Linked DNA regions of Pan troglodytes: region 2 is linked to region 1. The links are chromatin contacts, called in public HiChIP or PLAC-seq maps. All regions are on one chromosome and are shown on one strand. Each heading gives the region's core, a stretch centred on a gene start, on an enhancer-like site or on the middle of the called end of the contact. The rest is flanking DNA. Distances are from core to core; before and after follow the strand shown.

Evidence for each region. HiChIP or PLAC-seq counts read pairs in DNA pulled down with a chosen protein or histone mark.
Region 2: a contact with region 1 is called in an H3K4me3 HiChIP or PLAC-seq map of stem cell-derived excitatory neurons, with 4 times the contacts expected there. The contact joins the promoter of ZSCAN25 here to the promoter of FAM200A in region 1. A contact is called at or near these places in 1 of 7 Hi-C or Micro-C datasets (stem cell-derived neural progenitor cells) and 1 of 1 datasets of contacts at active chromatin or transcription factors (stem cell-derived excitatory neurons).

The regions. Positions count from the first base shown.
Region 1 is chr6:108,956,677-108,961,747 of NHGRI_mPanTro3-v2.0_pri, reverse strand. It overlaps FAM200A (family with sequence similarity 200 member A), which reads left to right and starts at 2,898. Exons shown (of 2, transcript XR_010158622.1): 1 at 2,898-3,151. ZNF655 (zinc finger protein 655) reads right to left here and starts at 3,017. Exons shown (of 5, transcript XR_010158617.1): 1 at 2,651-3,017; 2 at 742-904.
Region 2 is chr6:109,015,658-109,020,715 of NHGRI_mPanTro3-v2.0_pri, reverse strand. It overlaps ZSCAN25 (zinc finger and SCAN domain containing 25), which reads right to left and starts at 2,913. Exons shown (of 9, transcript XR_008536482.2): 1 at 2,824-2,913; 2 at 1,185-1,311; 3 at 704-788; 4 at 1-275.

The DNA.
Region 1 (5,071 bases), core at 1,649-4,148:
AGAAAGGGTCATCTGTTTCCTCGACATCTTTTCCACAGTCCCACAATCCCCCACAGCACTCTACACATTGTGGCACTTGATCTGTGTGTGTGACACACAAGTTATTTCAGGCACTAGAGTTAACCACAGGCAATCTAAGACACAGCTCCTACAAAACAAAGGAAGAAAAAGACCAACCTACCTATACGATACAGCAAAGTGTGACTGCGTAGTCAAAATACAGTATATATACATTCATACAGGCATTGTGTTCAACCAAGGAATTAAATGGTTGCTTCCTTGACCAAATTTAGTCTAGTCACAAAACACTGCAGTTACAACAGAATGGATGGCAGGTGACAAAGCAAAGAAAAACTAAGTGAAGGGAACAGGGGAAAGAAAGGTCCTGAACCTAAGAGGAAGTGAGAGCCAGGAAAGGACTGTGAGATGTGGCAAAAGCAGCATATCTTAGAAATTATTCTGGATGTGAGAACTGGGATGAAGTGAAGGTTGCCTGAAGGAAAAACCACCACAGCGAGTAAGCAGCCATCACTCTGCTTATTTGAGAAAGATGAGCTATCCTTAATAAAGGGGCTCAGACTAGGACTGAACTGAGTCACATCTGCCCCCTCTTTCATTCCTCCCTCTAGGGACCATGTTCTTATTCCAGTTCTTGGCCTCTCTCAAACCAGGCCCAGGAGCCCCCTCGGGAGCCCCTCCACACTCCCACTCTCCCAGACGGAAGTGCTTTCTCTGCCTTACCCCCAGTGAGTCCCTGTTCCATGTCGGTGTCCTGCACAAACTGAGGCTCTGGGGACAGACACTCAGACTGGGTCTCCAAAGACTGAAACTGGACCCTTGGTGACCCTGCTGCTTCCTGGGCTGGTATTTCCTCCATCACTGCTCTGGAGGACAATGACCATCACTGCAAGGTAAGATTAAGAGAAATTACTGTAATAAGTTAAAGCATTTCATTTTATATCGTCAGGACTTTACAAAGGATCTTACACACTATGGATATTCAATAAAAATTAGTTGATAATGATTAACCACCCTAAATAAGTAACAGAAAAATGGGGCCAAGCGCAGTGGCCTGTAATCCCAGCACTTTGGGAGGCTGAGGCGGGAAGATCACTTGAGGTCAGGAGTTCAAGACCAGCCTGACCAACATGGTGCAACTTCTTCTCTACTAAAAATACAAAAATTAGCCAGCGTGGTGGTGCGGGTCTGTAATCCCAGCTATTCGGGAGGCTGAGGCAGGAGAATTGCTTGAATCCAGAAGGCATACGTGGCAGTGAGCCAAGATCGCGCCACTGCACTCCAACCTGGGCAACACAGTGAGACTCCGTCCCAAAAAAAAAGAAAAAAGAAAAAAAAGAAAAAGAAATATGGATATGCTTCAGCTTTAAATACTTAAGAACCAAATCATAGAAGAGTCTCTAATTTGGAATTTGTGGCATTAAAAAAATTAACACGGTACAATTTAATAGTGTAAAGCTTTCTGTGGAAACTTTAAAATATTTAAAATTGGCCACGTGCGGTGGCTCAAGCCTGTAATCCCAACAGTTTGGGAGGCACAGACGGGTGGATCCCTTAAGCTCAGGAGTTCCAGACCGTCCTGGACAACATGGTGAAACCCCGTCCCTACAAAAATAATAATAATAATAATAATAATTAGGTGGCCCAGGCCTGTAGTTCCAGCTACTCCAAAGGCCAAGGCAGGAGAATCGCTTGAGCTTGGGAGGTAGAGGCTGCAGTGAGCTATGACTGCGCCACTGCACTCCAGCCTGTATGACAGCGTGACAGCCCACCTCAAATAAACAAAACAAAATATTTAAAATTTACAATCGTCTTTGGAGGCTCAAGTTGGTGCCCAGAGAAACATGCTAGTTATGATTGCTCATTTTATTTTAATTTTGTTTTAGCAGAGATGGGAGTCTCGCTATGTTGCCCAGGCTGGACTCGAACGCCTGGCCTCAAGCGATCCTCCCACTTCGGCCTCCCAAAGTGCGGGGATTACGGCGTGAACCACCGTGACAGGCCCGCGTTTACGTAAATAAACTCATTTAAATAAATAAAACAGCAGGCCCCCTAGGAATATCTTGGTAACACCGTCAGCCCACTCCGATTTACAACACGGGCTTGGCGAATAAAACTCCACTTTTGGGGTCAGGCCCTTCGCTAACTCAGACCAGCTAGACCGGCCTTTTCCCGGAATCCTGAGAGCAACGCAGGTAAGAGCTGCGGTTCGAACAGGTTTGAGCGGCGTCCTTCAGGCCCAAGGACGCATGAGGGTACCGTCCCCCTCCCACCACCCTCGCCCTGGGCCCCTGCCCGGCTCCCAGCTCGGTCCTCAGAAGGCCTTGCCCGGCGCTGCCCTCCTCCCACTTCCCTTTTAGGCCAAGGCAAAGTCCCAAAAGGACCAGTGGGGACATACAGACCAGCTCGCACCAGGGCACGGTCGCCGGCTCCTGACGGCGGGGCCCTCGGTCCGCGAGGTGAATGAACCAGGGCTGAAGAGAAACAGGCCCTCCTCGCACCCGGGCCTCCGCGCACTCTCGGGGAAGCGAACTACCGTCGGCCGCGGCCGGACGCCGCCTCCTTCTACTCCCGTGAAGGCAAAACAAGCTGCCACCCCGCTGCGACCCCAGAACGGCTTCCGGGTACTCACCGAGGGGAGGGGCGGGCCTGGCCGCTGTCCTGTCACCTACACACTCGCGCTCGGGGCCACCACAGCCTCTCCCGGGCCGCTGTAGACAGCCCCGAGGCCGGCGCTTCTCGGTGGCACTTCCGGCGACGGAGTGCAGGGTCCCGAATGAGGGCCCCCCCTCCTCCGCCCAGGCATGAGGGTCCCGGATGTGGGTGAGAGCCCCGGATGAGGGTCCCGGATGTGAGTGAGGGCCCCGGATGTGAGTGACGGCCCCGGATGAGGAACTCGGATGAGGAACTCGGAGGAGGAGCTGGGCCCGCGCGTCCATGATTCGAAGGCTCGTTTTCGCAGCTTTTCCACGTCTTTTTCCGGTCCCACTGCCCTCCATGCTAACTCACTGGGCGTCTCTAGCCGTTATACCAACAATGACTACGACCAGTGTTGGGAAAGCGCCCCCGGGGCCCCTCCCTGACGCCAGCCCATCCTTGAGACTCCCTGCAAGGAGGCGGCCCGACCCAGTGGGTGCGTGTCGTTGGGGTGAGGAGGAATGGCCGACCTAATGGCCCCGCTTCCGTGAGTAGCACAGGGGTGCCTGCTCAGAGTGTAGTACAACGCTGACAAGTAGAAGGCGAGGATTGCGGGGCCTGGGTGAGATGGGACCCACTAAGTTGTGGGATCGAAATCTCAGTAGGTCCTTGGAGAAAGCGGGGACGGGAGGGGAGATGAGCAGATTGGAATGGAACCGAGAGAGACGGAGGAAACTGACAGTTGCGTCCCTGGTGGGAAGACTAAAATCTATGCAGAAACAGGGATAGGCAAAAGCATGGTGCACAAGCGGGACAGGCAGAGCGCCGGGACAGAAACCCTTAGGACATTCTGACACCTTGCTGAACCTGGATCCTTACAGAATATGTCTTGTAGGTGAAGCTAGATCTGCAAGGCATAGGCAAGCCTCTTAGAGAATCAGAAAAGTGATTTGGAAGGAACTTCAGCTGTTACTACTTTGTTTAAGCAAATCAAATGCTGTTCTTTAATGTTACTGGACGTTTCAAATTAAACACAAGAAAACCTGAAGTGTGGCATTTTATATATTTTTTCAAAATGTGTCAGCTTCTTGGAGATTCTGATATTCCTTTCCTCTCTTTATCCCTAAGTACCATTGATCCAACCTAAATTCATACTAGGACACAATCTCTCTAGTCTGCAGTGCCCGTCACAGTGGAGTCAGGATCGGAGAAAGAAAATGCACTGCTTAGTCCATTTCATGCTGGACAGCTCCAATTAGAAACTTTTCCTTGTGTTGAACAGAAATACACCCCTGGTGATGTCTATCTATTGTTCCTGTTGACAGGTCCCCAGGACAATAGATGACACAGTACTTCTTCCTCTTCATAACGGCCATTTAATATCCTAGGAGAGCTAAAGGTTTGGAGTTCTTCCTGAGTTGCCATTTCCCCACCTAGAACCCTTCACAGGTTGTACCTATTAGCAATGTGATGGGAAACCATTTCAGCAGCAAAGGTGAGTGAGCTATGGCAGTGAGGCACATCGCGTCCAAGTTTTAGCTGACTCAGGCAATTGGCTCCAGGGAGAGGACCACAAAAGGTACCCACTTAAAGAGGCCACTTCCCACCAGTACTCATCAAAACATAACAAAGTGTTAAGAAACAGCAGCTGCTATTTTGCTTTTGAGCAAAATTTTCTTTTAACAGTTTGCCAGATGACAGAGGTGGAAACAACTCAAAAAATTGTTACCTTTTTTCTTTTTTGTCTTTTTGTTGTTGTTGAGACAGAGTCTTGCTCTGTCGCCCAGGCTGGAGTGCAGTGGCGTGATCTCAGCTCACTGCAACCTCCAGCTCCCAGGTTCAAGCAATTTCCCTGCCTCAGCCTCCAGAGTAGATGGGATTACAGGTGGGCACCACCACACCTAGCTAATTTTTGTATTTTTAGTAGAGATGGGGTTTCACCATGTTGGCCAGGCTGGTCTCTAACTCCTGACCTCAGGTGATCCGCCCGTCTTGGCCTCCCAAAGTGCTGGGATTACAGGCGTGAGCCACTGCACCGAGCCTGTTTTGTTTTTTTTAGTGCAAATTAACAAACTGATTCTAAAGTTTATATAGAAATGCTAAGGATTTAGGATTGCCAAAACAATTTTGAAAAAGAATAAAATTGGAATACTTGTATTTTTTTAAGATTTTTTTCCTAAAGGTACAGTAATCAGGATGGTATGGTATCAGCATAGAGACAAATAGATCAACAGAGCAGAACAGAAAAGTCCAGAAATATGAGGTTGAATTTCTTAAAGAAAAAAAAAGTCCAGAAATAGATCTAGATACATACAATAGCTGATTTTTTATAAATTACTAAGGTAATTCTGCATCTAGCTAAGCTGAAAATTAGGCCGAGGATCTGTTTGTAACAGTGACAGTAATGTAAAGGAGA
Region 2 (5,058 bases), core at 1,664-4,163, 59 kb before region 1:
TGTGCAACTCGGGCCTCAGCCACCGACGACAGAGTTCCTGGAGCTCCCTAAGAGCTTCCTGGGGTCCAGCTGCCTCCTGGTAGCGGAACTGCCGAAACCTCAGCCGAAAAGTCTCTGGACTAGGGTCCTCCCTTCCTCTGCCCCATGGCAACTCTTTCTCCAGTTTCACCACAGGAATACCCAACTGCTGCTGAGGAGCTTCCGCCATCTCTGGATGCTCTTTAAGCATCTTCACACTCCCTCCGAGGAGACTGAGAATGACTGCATCAGTGACCCTTTTGAGAACAAGAGACACGTGAAAGGTCAGCCCATCCCAGTTCTGTCTCTACATCAAGGAATATTCCACTGGAGAACACAGTAATTACCTTTTACAAGGCATTTTCAAAAGACTGAACACAGATCCCAAAAGTCAGGTCAATTCAACATAGTAATCATTTGCTAAGCAACTATTAGGTACAGAGACTAAACAGAAAATGTCTAAGATTTTGCTTTTATACCCACAAATAACTTAGGATCTCACTGGAGAATAACACTACAATCAGAGAATAATATATAATGGGTTATAACTGGGTGAGTCACCAGGGCCTACTCTTCCAATACTAAAGGAAACATACATGCAACACACAAACACACACATATACACACACAAGAGGCAGGCAGAAACAACAAACAAAATAGAGAACAAGACACACTGGGAGCTTACCCTCCTGAAACTCATATGCTGGTACAGCAGACAGAAAAAGTCAAATGGAAGCAACTCTTTTAAAAACTGCAAGTGGAGACAAGTTCTAGAAAGAAAATAAGTAGGGTGCTCTGTTAACAGGGGGCAACTGACTTGAAGAAGGCTTTTCTAAAGACATGATACCAGGCTGACTCAAGGATGAGAATGAGTCAGTCATTCTAAGAGCATTCCAGGCAAAAGCCCTGAGGCTAAGAAATTACTCTGGGTGTCCAAGAACAAGCCATATCCCAGTGTGGCTTCAGCAGTGACGAGCAGAGCTGCACCAGAAGAGGTGGCAGAGGCAGAGAGAAACCAGATCACCCAGAGCCTGCGCCACAGAAAGAATTATGAACTTTATTCTTATTTCTTACTTTAGCGAGGAACTACATGTTTTATAAAAGTCATTCTGCCTGTGTGTTGACAGGGAATAGGCTAGAGGTGGCAAGAGAGAAATGGCACTTACAGTGATTCAAGCAGATGATAAGGGCTTAGATCAGGGTGGTGGCAAAGAGTCAGACAAAATCAAGACGTATTTTGGAGATTAAAACCAACAAACTTGCTGATGGCTTAGACGTGATGGTGCGCTCAACCTGAAAAAGACAATGGAGCAACATATATACCATTATGACAAATGACCTAAAGATTTCTAACTTGTACAGGCTTTACTCTTTAGAAAGCATGTGAACACATATTTCATTTAATACTTAAAACACTTCTGTAGGATGAGTGCTACTCCTCCTACTTCTCAGAAGGAAAAAAAAAGAGACTGGATGATAACTGCCTCCCAAAATACATGGTACAGATTGAAAAAAAAAAATGTGAAGTCAAAAAGAGAGAAAACTAATCTAAGTCCAAGTACTCAAGGAAAAGAAGAGGCTTGAAGTAGACTGGAGAATGAGTCCTATTTACCTCCAAGTGGATTATGCGGAAGACCTAGACTGGGAAGACAGACTTGGAAGTCCAAAGCACCAGGGGAAGGAGATCATGCTTGTCAGAAAACGGAAAGATCACCTGACTGGAGCAGAGAATGGGCAGCTAGCAGGAGGCACACCCCAAAGCTTCTGCTAAATATTCTATTGTGAGTTTCTGTATTTATCTACCCCCACTTAAACCAAGTTTATATTTTCAGTCTATTCATTGACTCTGCAACATTGAGATTTCTCTTTCATTCTTTTCTAGCTATTGCATTGGTTCACTCCACTAGTGCATTTAATGCACTACAGTGCAAATGTTTACCCATGTGTCTCCCTCTAACAGATTCCCTGGAGGCAAGAAAGATCCTCATTCATCTTTTATCTCTGCCATTTGACAAATAGAAATTGCCCCATTGCTATTCTTTATCTCCCCCCACCCATTGTGACTCTTTTGTTTTGTTTCTGAGACAGGATCTCAGGGTTTTATCACCCCAGCTGGAGACCAGTGGTGCGATCACTGCAGCCTTTGCCTCCTAGGATCAAGCGATCCTCCCACCTCAGCCTCCCGAGTAGCTGGGACTACTGGCGAGTGCCACCATGACCAGCTAATTATTTATTTTTGTAGAGACAGGGTCTCCCCATGTTGCCCAGGCTGGAGTGCAGTGGCATGAATGTAAGTCAGTGCAACCTTGAACTCCTGGGCTCAGGCGATCCTCCTGCCTCAGCCTCCCGAGTAGCTGGGACCTCAGGCGCGTACCACCACGCCCGGCTACTTTTCAATTTTTGTAGAGACAGGGTTTCGCTATGTTGACCAGGCTGGCTCATCACTATTCTTTAAATGAGTGTCCTATGTGATTACTTTCACTTTGCACAGAGTTCTGCTTTGGTTCAAGATCTCTTCGGGTTCGTGGCCAGCCCTGCACTAAGCCAAGCCTGGCAGAGCGGGATCAGCCTCGCTCCTACCTGAGCCTACAGCGCGGCGGCCCCTCAGCATCCAGACCCGCAGGGCCTCGGGGCCGCTGAAGGCAGCTCCTGAGAGACTTGCCGCCCTCACCCGGGGCTGAGCGGAGGGAGACGGGCTCTACTGCAACCCCGCTGCCGCCGAGCCCCGTAGCGGCACCAAAACCCGTCCCCGCGCCCGTTTACCACTTCGCCCGCCACCCGCTGCGGCCCTGAAGAGACTCTCACCCGCCGCGGCCCTGAAGGGCCTCTCACCCGCTAGGGTCGCCAGTGCTCTCCGCGGTCCGGAAGTGAGCTGCGGACGCTGTCAGACAGGTGCGTAAGGAAAGACTCGCTTCCGTGTCCTCTCTAGGATGCTCGGAGGTCTCGGCGGATGCGTCTCGATGGTTGCTGATCCCAGCCTGCTGTTCCGAACCCGGCGAGGCGAAGACGACCAGGGCTTCCCCAGGATTGACTGCCCAGCTCGAGGCGCTCTGTGGCTAGGCCCCTTCCACTTCCGTGCCATTTCACCTGCTTGCCCTCCGTGGAAAGGACTCGGTGCATCGCCAGATACACTACTGGACACAGCACCTGCCCCAAGGGGCTTTAGAGTCCAGTCGGTCAATGCGCGACTATTCCGGCCGCGAGGGCCTTGCGCGAGGCGTAGGGGCAGAGGAGATAGGGGGCGCACTGGATCTAACCGGCTCACTTAAGAGGCTCCTGACCCCGGGTAGTGTGCGTGCGTGTGTGTATGTGTAGTCAGGGAAGGCTTCCTGGAGGAGCCAGCATCGGAGCTGTTTTTTGTGGGGGGGGTTTGTTTGTTTGTTTTTGTTTTTTGAGAAAGAGAGAGAGAAGTCTCGTTCTGTCTCCCAGGATGGAGCGCAGTGGTGAGATCATAGCTCACTGCAACCTCGAAGCCCTGAGTTCAAGCAATCCTCCCACCTCAGTCTCCTGGGTAGCTGGGACTTTTTTTCAATTTTTTGCAGAGAGGGGGGTCTCTCTATGTTGCCCAATCTGGTCTCCAACTTCTGGACTCAAGCGATCTTCCCCCCTTGGCCTCCCAAAGTGCTGGGATTGCAGGCGCAAGCCACCGCGTCCAGCCTGAAGGCAGTCTGTCTCAACTGGGTGGCCCAGTGTTACTCCAGAATCCACTCAGGAAACAGGAAACCCTCTTGTCTTACTCTTCTCCAGCACTTTGCAAAGTGTCTGGTACAATATTTGCTAAAAATATACACTTATAGAGTAAATGAACTCCTAGAATATAACATAGGTGTTAGACCATCTCACTTTATCCTCCATGTCTCTGTCCCACTTTCATATTTTTCTTGTCTGCCCATATTTGACTTGGGTTTATGTCTTCACCTTTTTATTAATAATCCACTTTTCAGCTGTTTCTAATGTGCTACAAAATCCACAGTTGTTGTTTTTTTGTTTTGTTTTGTTTGTTTTTTAAGAGACGAGGTCTTGCTGTGTCACCTAGGCTGGAGTACAGCGGTGCTATCATAGCTCACTACAGCTTCCAACTCCTGGGTTCAAGCAATCCACCTCAGCTTCCCAAATAGCTGGGACTACAGGCATGAGCCACCACACCCAGCTAATCTTTAAAAAATGTTTTGTAAGGACAGGGTCTCACTATGTTGCCCAGGCTAGTCTTAAACTCCTGGGCTCGAGCAATCCTCCCCACTTGGCCACCCATATTTTTGTTTTAATTAATATATTTTTTCCATTTCTAGAATTTCTATTTGATTTTTTCCAAATATTCTAGATTGATCTTTTAAAAGAATTTACCGATATGTTTAAGCTTTTTATACATAGTAAATATAGTTGAGCCTGATAATTCTGAGATCTGAAGTCCCCTCAGATATCTTTCTGTGATCTGCTATTTCCACTGTTTTTGATGGTGCCACTTCCACCAGCAGTACCTAACAGCATCCATTTCCCATATCTCATCATCTCTGCCATTATCCAGCTTTAATTTTTGCCAATTGACAGGTGAAGTAAATGTTACCTCATTTTTTAATTTGCATGTTCTTCATTATAAGTGAGGTCAGTCATTATTCCTACTTTCATTAACTTCTTGCCTTCCCTTTTCTGTGAACTGACTTTTCTTTGTGTTTCTATTAAGCTGTTTATCTCTTTCTTATTGATTTATGAGTTCTGGGGACATTATATAATGTCCCTAGAGCATTAAATAATGTCCCCAGGACATTAATTGGGGGCATTCCTCAAACATATCTTCCTCGAACATACCACGGTACCTTCTTTCCTTGTGTGACAGGCTGCTCATTTTCCTTGGAAACATTTTTGTGAAATTTCTTTGAGTTCCAGGATAAAGTGAATTTATCTAGAGAGGGTTGATATTGTTTTTCTTCCATGTAAATTTTTTTCTTGTCAGCATCACCAGTCCAAGGTCATTGTAAACCAAATTTATAATTTGAGGATTTTTGAACCATGCTATAATAGTAATATGAATTTGGGCTGCAA